Linked DNA regions of Zea mays: region 2 is linked to region 1. The links are chromatin contacts, called in public Hi-C maps. All regions are on one chromosome and are shown on one strand. Each heading gives the region's core, a stretch centred on a gene start, on an enhancer-like site or on the middle of the called end of the contact. The rest is flanking DNA. Distances are from core to core; before and after follow the strand shown.

Region 1 (3,650 bases), core at 494-2,993:
GCCAAACTTAGTGTTGTTGCTACTTATTTTGATCTTTATTACAACAAAAGCAAACTTGTGAACTTTATGTATGAATGCAGTACAATTGTTATTGTCATGAATGAAAACATGAGCTATGTCAACATGAGCTATGTATGAATGCAGTACAATTGCTATGTATGAATGCAGTACAATTGTTATCTGATGTTGATGATAATTGGAAACTGCTAGTAATATATTTTTTTAGGCTCATATAGTCGTAGCGTTTGATTGTTAGTCGGTAAAAATACATATATCGCATCAGACAGTGTGTCGGTATAAGTTCTAACAGACTGTCTGTCGAGATAAATATGTTAGTCGGTATATCTTTTTAACGTCTAACCGTCCGTCGGTATAAACATGTCTGTCGCTATATGTTTATGCCGACGCCACTTACAGCGTCAGAAAGTGTTAGTCGGTATAACTCTATAGCGACTGATAGTACGTTGCTATAACGGTTTATACCGACTGTAAGTAAGTCGTTATAGCTAGGTTGTGGTATAGTGTATAAAAGGGTAAATAAATCATAGACGAATTATATTGTATTTACTTAATATATTGAATCATTGAATACAATAATACCTCTGCCTTGGCAAAGGTTGGTTCCCGAAAGATGCGATTACAATTACCAGAATCCGTGAACAGTAAAGGAATACTATTCACTATTTATAGGCACAGGACGCAGCCTGTGAGGAATTACAAGTATGCCCCTTATAAAAGTTTACAACATTGACTCAGACCTTTATGGACTAAAAGGTCATTCTATCTTTAAGTCGGTTTGTAATACCGAAGCTTCATGAAGAGGAACCTTCGGCCATCTTATGCAAACAGCTTCAGCCGAAGACCGCTTCTTCCTATAAGACCTTCGGCGACGAAGCATGGACCCAACAACTTGCCTCTACCATGATGCCATCCACCCCTCGTCACCCATCCCATGCTCGGTAACTCATCATGTTGCATATGCGCAGATCATGCCGCCGAGGCCGAGCCGAGGGACACATGGCGAGGCGGGATCGGCCGGCGGCGAGATCGAGTTGTGCTCTCAGGCACGACCGGTGCGGCAACCCCGGCCGGACAGACAGGTTTGTCCCTGCACCGCTTGTCTTTTGGGAACGGCGACAGCGCGCATGATTGCGACGGCCTGCTGCCGCAGCGACGAGACACCAGTTGAGAGGAGGCACCGAGAGGGCACACGAGGACAAGCGCGCATCGCTGGGAGGGATTGCCGTGTAGCTCACAAGATTACACGGCCGATCCGTGGAGTGTAGTGCCGGCCGTTGCGGTGTGCCCATTTGCGCGTAGTATTGGCTGGGAGAGAATATTTGTACGCGGGAAACGCCATTGTTCCAGGGCCAGCAGATCGATTCTGCAGCAGTCTAGGATCCCGTTCCCATACATGGTTCTCAGATTTAACAATGGCTCCGATCCACATCTGTCGAGTTGGCATGACCAAAACTGTGTCCCTAGGCAGATCGGTGGTTGAGCTGCATCGTCCACCTGCATGGGCTACAGCCTACAGAGGTCCCATGGGCCATGGTCCATCACTCACAGCGTTCTTCAGATGGAGGTCGCCTCTGTGTGCAGGAAAGAAAGCGACGTCCTCTGCAGATACAGTTCGATCCTTTCCTATCCACGCCGGACGCCGCCCCACACCATCCCCCTGGATCAGTGGATCATATGGTACTATTATACTAGTGTTTACGGTTGAAAAGTAGACAATTTTTAGAATCAGGGGCGGACCCACAGGGGGCAAAGTGGGCCATAGTCCCCCTGAAATTTTGACAGTATTTATATGTGTAATATAATTTACTATAAAATACAGAAAATGTAAAAGGCATAATAGACTAAAATCAACTTTATTGGGCCTTCTCTTTGTCAAGCCGAGGCCCAATAGCTATCTTCGGCTTGCTTCTTCCCATGTGCCTCTCTCTGTCAATTGTCAAGCCGCCGCCACTTCTTGCCTTCTTGGCTTCTTGTATGCATGTGCCCGTCCAGGTCCAGGCATCCAGGCTCAGCGTCTAGGGACCAGCCCCAGCCCTGGCGGCCGGCGTGGCGGCACACAGTGCCCGGCGCCTCCGTCCACTTCCCGGCCCGGCGCGACGTTGGCCCCGGCGCCTCGCTCATCCGCTTTCGTCTTCCGGTGCAGCACAGGCGAGTAGCGCTTGCGACGACCCGGCCCGTCGGTCTCCGCTCCCTTCCATCAAGGCAAGCAGTCAGGAAGGTAAGCAAACAAGCTATGCTAGATTTGCAATTTTGCATAACTGATAACTGACACCTTGAACTCTATGCGGCTATGCGGCAGTAGTTGTTTATAATGTAGTTGTTTATTAGTTGATTTTGTCATGTGGTTTTTGGCCCCCTGAATTCCGTCCGCCACTGTTTTAGATTAATAACAGAACACAGACAGCGACAATCTTTAAAACAAATATAAACATAGTTCGTACATAACTCAGATTAAATAACATGGATACAAAAAATAGTGTGAGTATAGCTCGTACACTAGTCACCTCAAACAACATGAACATAAATCGGTAGTTAGATTAAACGTGAACAGAGACACTGAATCATGAGGTGTGTATCTTTCGCAAGAACTAGATTTTTGGAGACCTCTCGAACAGCGCGTGTACGTAGACGCTGTGATGGAGAAACTATTGATAACGCAACAACCAAAAGAGAAAAATACTAATTCAATACTCACACGCTATATATTGCTAATTAATGTTGCGCCTTTCATCTTTACTCGTGGAATCCATTAGAAGACATAGATATTGGACCTTTGAGATTTATTAAAATTTCTACATGTGGTCTTAGGGAAACTAGACTATATAGATTGTAACAATTGCCACCATATCTCAGATTCTCAGTGTAAAATATTTTTCTTCTACTATTATTATAAAAGAAGGATAATAAATCAAGATACAAATAATATTGTTATTAATTAACTAAAATAGAAAATAGAAAATTTACTAACACATTGTGAGGGGGTGGGACTATAGGAACAGTAGATTAAACAAAAATAAAATATGCATAAAATATTTGAGAATATATAACTGTAATTGAGTTTCTGTAATATATAACTGTAATAAAATTTCTGTGTTTCAAACAGACATCTGACCGGGTCAGACGATACAGCCCATATACGTACGTCGAGTCCTCAAAGTTCGATTCTACGACCATCGCACCCATCTTGGCCCAAAGTACTTCCGCGCCGCGCTACGAACGAGGCCATCCGCCGCCACACGCCGTAGGCCATGCCGCTGAGGTCGGAGACCGGCACTGCTGGGGAGGGCGATGAGGAGCAGCGGTTGCGGGCTGCTCTGCGTCACCTGCAGGCGGAGGCGGGGGTGCTGGAGCGCCTGGTGTACAAGCACCGGAACCAGCACCGTGGCGCCGCCTATTTCCAATACCTCCTCAAGGTGAGGCCCGGTCGCTCCTCTACTGCTCTACATCTCCTGATGAAACCTCCCACCCCGCTAAGCGAGTGGCGAGTTTCTATGCGCGCAGGTGAGGAGGGACCTCAAGCTTCTGCTCGGCGCCGGCCTCGCGGAGGTCCTCAACGCCGTGTTCCCAGTTCTCGCATGCCGCAAGCCGGCCAACACGATCCTCGTCCCCAACAAGTCAGTCTGTTATTT
Region 2 (3,650 bases), core at 816-3,315, 280 kb before region 1:
GTTGGCTTCGCCGTAGGGCCATCAATGGGGTCTGGGCACAGTACTTGCTCTGCCGAGGCTGGTTGTAGAGGTTCTCGATTTGGTTTTGTTAGTCACCCTTCCTTTGGGGAGATGTACTTTGTTTATCAAACTGGAGAAACCTAACGGGCGGTTATGACCTCTAGGAAATCTTTGTAAAGGCTATATAGTGAGACCCTGCTAGGTCACCTTGGTAGTGATCAACGGAGAGTCATGATCTCCGGGCAGAATGGGAATCACGACTTGTGGGTAAAGTGTGCGACCTCTGCAGAGTGTTAGAAACTGATATATCAGCCGTGCTCACGGTTATGAGCGACCTTGGGATCCTCTTTGATTAGAGATACAGATGATCTGAGATACAATGATTCTATTGATGGTTTTGGTTATGATGATGATAATGATGTTCCTCGATGAGGAAATGATTCATGGGTTGGTTATTGCTAAAATTTGGCTTCCACTAATAATAAATACCTGATCAACTAAAAGCAACTCCTTGATCTTAACCCCATATAAAGCTAGTCCAGTTTAGCCAAACGGGACATTTATTGAGTACGTTGATGTGTACTCACCCTTGCTTTATAAACCACCCCACCTAGGTTGTCCCCACTATACTCAGTGCTCAGGAGGAGATGCTGGCAACATGGAGGATTTTGAGGAGTTTCAGGACTACGATGAGTTCTAGTTTACCTTAGTGGCAAACCCCTAGTCAGCTGCCTGTGTAGGCTTATCTTCTACGTTTTGTATTCCTGCACTTTGATATTAATGGTAAAGACTATGGTTATGTATTAGACTTTGTGGATGTCTTGGACATCTTGTTGTAAATAAAGTACCTTTCCACTAATTACTTTGAGCATTGTGTGATGATGTCCAATTATATAATCACTGTGTACGTGAGTTCTGATCCTAGCATGTACATAGTTCGCATTCGGGTTGCCTTCCAAAACCAGGTGTGACAATAGGCTTCAGCTATCGGCTTTAGGCATTCGCTGGAGAGCTCCTAAGTTACGGAGAGCCTTAGGATTGTTGTAAAGCAACCAATTGATAAGTGAAAGTCTCGGTTTATCAAAAGTGGTGATAAACTTGAGCAAAGGGAGGAAGGAGTTGAAATAGACTCCAAGCTGATTGGCTAACTCAAACGTGAACATATGCAAGCATTTGAGGCTTGGCTGACCCATGGGATAAATTGTATCTTGTCCCTTGTTCTATTTGCTTACTTGCACTTCTTATATTTGCATTTTGTATTAGTGTTTGTGAAGTGCAGGTAATCATCGGATTAAGACATGGTTTCGTTGCTAGCGTCAAGTAAGTTAAGTTCAATTGGGTTGAAAAGTTTTAATTACCTATTCACCCTCTAGGTGACATCCAAAGTCTTTAAATGCCTAAAGGTACTTTCATAAGCAGAGGCCATATAATCAGTACATGGGTACAAGTAGGAACATTTTCTTGTTGATGATAGATGAGAAAAAGTCCTTAGAAGAAGATTTATCCCATACCGGTAGAGTCTCGGGACGTCGTGGAGTTTCATTGAACAAGTCGGTGAATGTATCAAAGTTCAGATTTCACCTTGGATCCATAATGAAAGAGAGGTTTGAAGGCTATAAAGAGAGAAGGCAAGTGAATTGGAGGTGAGGGGTGTGAATGGATTCAAACACCTTCCTCTATTTATAGATTGGATTCAAGTTGTCTTAGTTTTCTTGAATTTTAAATAATTAAAATAGCGCTAATCAAACAAGAACTTCCACATCAGTAAGAAGTGTATCGGAGATCGGTACTAACCTGGTATACAACATGTAGATCGGTATCAGTCGATCTGATTACGATGCGATCGATACCCAATTGATCCATAAGAGCAAGTATAATAAAGTTACATGGACAGTCTGCAAGAGATGACATGCTATATTTATAGTGACACGAAAGAAAGAGAATTAAAGAGAAAAGGAAGTTGACGGTTCACTAATAGTCAACTAAAAGGTGGACTGCTCATAGACTCTTAACACAATTTGAGAGAAAGATGGACTAAGTACCAAATGCCACCGGCCACCGGCCACCTCACCAACTCCCCTACAAGCCGCCGGGCCGAACGACCGAAGCATCCACTTCCAAAGTGTACTGTTTGCTGCCCGCCTGGCGCCTGCCCCCATAACTACTCTGCCACCAATCCGGGGAGGAATCAACCTAGCGGTAAGCGGACATGGCGGCGGCGAAGATAGCGCCGTCGATGCTCTCGTCGGACTTTGCCAACCTCGCTTCGGAGGCTGAGCGCATGGTCCGCCTAGGCGCCGACTGGCTACATATGGACATCATGGTACGATCCCCTTCCCCCTTCCGGCCAATTCCGTCTCATCTATTGCGGGCGCAGGCGCAGCACGGCAGCACCGCTAATACGAATAAGCAGCGGCCTCTGATCCGAGATCCGAGCGATAGTATTTCTGGTCAGCCGGCAGGGTTGAGTACGCTGCCTGTAACCGTGTCCTATGGCGTGCACAGGATTGATCTACCGTTGACTAACTTGCTGTTGGAAACTTTTTTCACGAACTTAGAGCTGGCGCATCATTTTGAAAGAGAGGTTGCAGTTGCATCCATTACTATGAAAATTAGGTTTTATGCGATTCTGTGGCATTTAGAGTGATCGATTCTCGATTCTGTAGGATTTGTTCAGAATTGGGCATTTGTCTTGTTGGCTTGTCGACCTACCCTCTAGTGTATTACTATATGCATGTCTTCATGCAGAAGTTAGCTGAATATCGACTTTTAGAGTGGAAATTAAGCTTCTTTAGTATCAGTTTCCTCCTAGTGCAGTAATGCTGTACTCAATTGTACTGATCTGCTTACTGCAAACTGCTAGCTGTCGTTTTGTTCATGGTACCTAGTAGTTATCTGCTTATGTATTCTTTTTAGCTAAATTCTGCTGCCACCTGTGACTGGTTTTGTTTCTGTTCACATCTGTATGACTGATGATATAAGAATTGAAAGCTTATCCTATGCTGACTTCTGTTCTTATTACTCATATTTTCTTGTAGGATGGGTGAGTTGGTCTCTAATTCTCAATGAGGATATTTTACTTCTATTGTGGTTTGCTACTGAAGTGTCCGGTGGTATAACTCTCAAATATCATTCGCCTTTTAAGCTGCTAGCATGATTGTAAGGTCGCTTACCACAGCTTACAGGAAGTAACTTATATGATGAATACATGACTGAAAGTAAAATTTTATACCCAGTGTCACTGTCCTTCAACTCATTCAGACCCTTATTCTTGTTCAGTTTTCACCTCTTCTTATGTGCTTTAGACGCCTTACTTATCAGAATATTCAATACATACAACATAATTTTGTGGAGTCTTATGATAGAATTTCCCTACAATTAAATGGGGACCTGCACATAAAAAGGGCATGGAAACAATAACACAGAATGTCCTATGGACCAACCTGAAAAAGGAAACAACATACTTTTGATTTTGTTTTTTTACATGTTTTTTGGAATGAAACTCTGTCATTGATAAAAGCATAAGGTAATTGCAAGTTGCAAATAATGAAAAAGAAAGTGCTGGTAACCTTTACTCAGATATTTCGGGAACTCTTTTGATGCTCTTTGAGAAAGAAAGTATCAGTATTAAGTGTCCAACTGCGTATGAA

Evidence for each region. Hi-C and Micro-C count contacts between places; a contact is called where the count stands out from the background.
Region 2: a contact with region 1 is called in a Hi-C map of tassel, with 2.5 times the contacts expected there. The contact joins the promoter of LOC100283478 here to the promoter of LOC103632978 in region 1. A contact is called at or near these places in 4 of 25 Hi-C or Micro-C datasets (bundle sheath, endosperm, leaf and 1 more).

What each region holds. Positions count from the first base shown.
Region 1 is chr7:142,274,897-142,278,546 of Zm-B73-REFERENCE-NAM-5.0, reverse strand. LOC103632978 reads left to right here and starts at 1,743. Exons shown (of 9, transcript XM_020541162.2): 1 at 1,743-2,239; 2 at 3,125-3,434; 3 at 3,523-3,635. The coding sequence starts at 3,270.
Region 2 is chr7:142,553,682-142,557,331 of Zm-B73-REFERENCE-NAM-5.0, reverse strand. It overlaps LOC100283478 (ribulose-phosphate 3-epimerase), which reads left to right and starts at 2,065. Exons shown (of 8, transcript NM_001156378.2): 1 at 2,065-2,323; 2 at 3,039-3,043. The coding sequence starts at 2,210.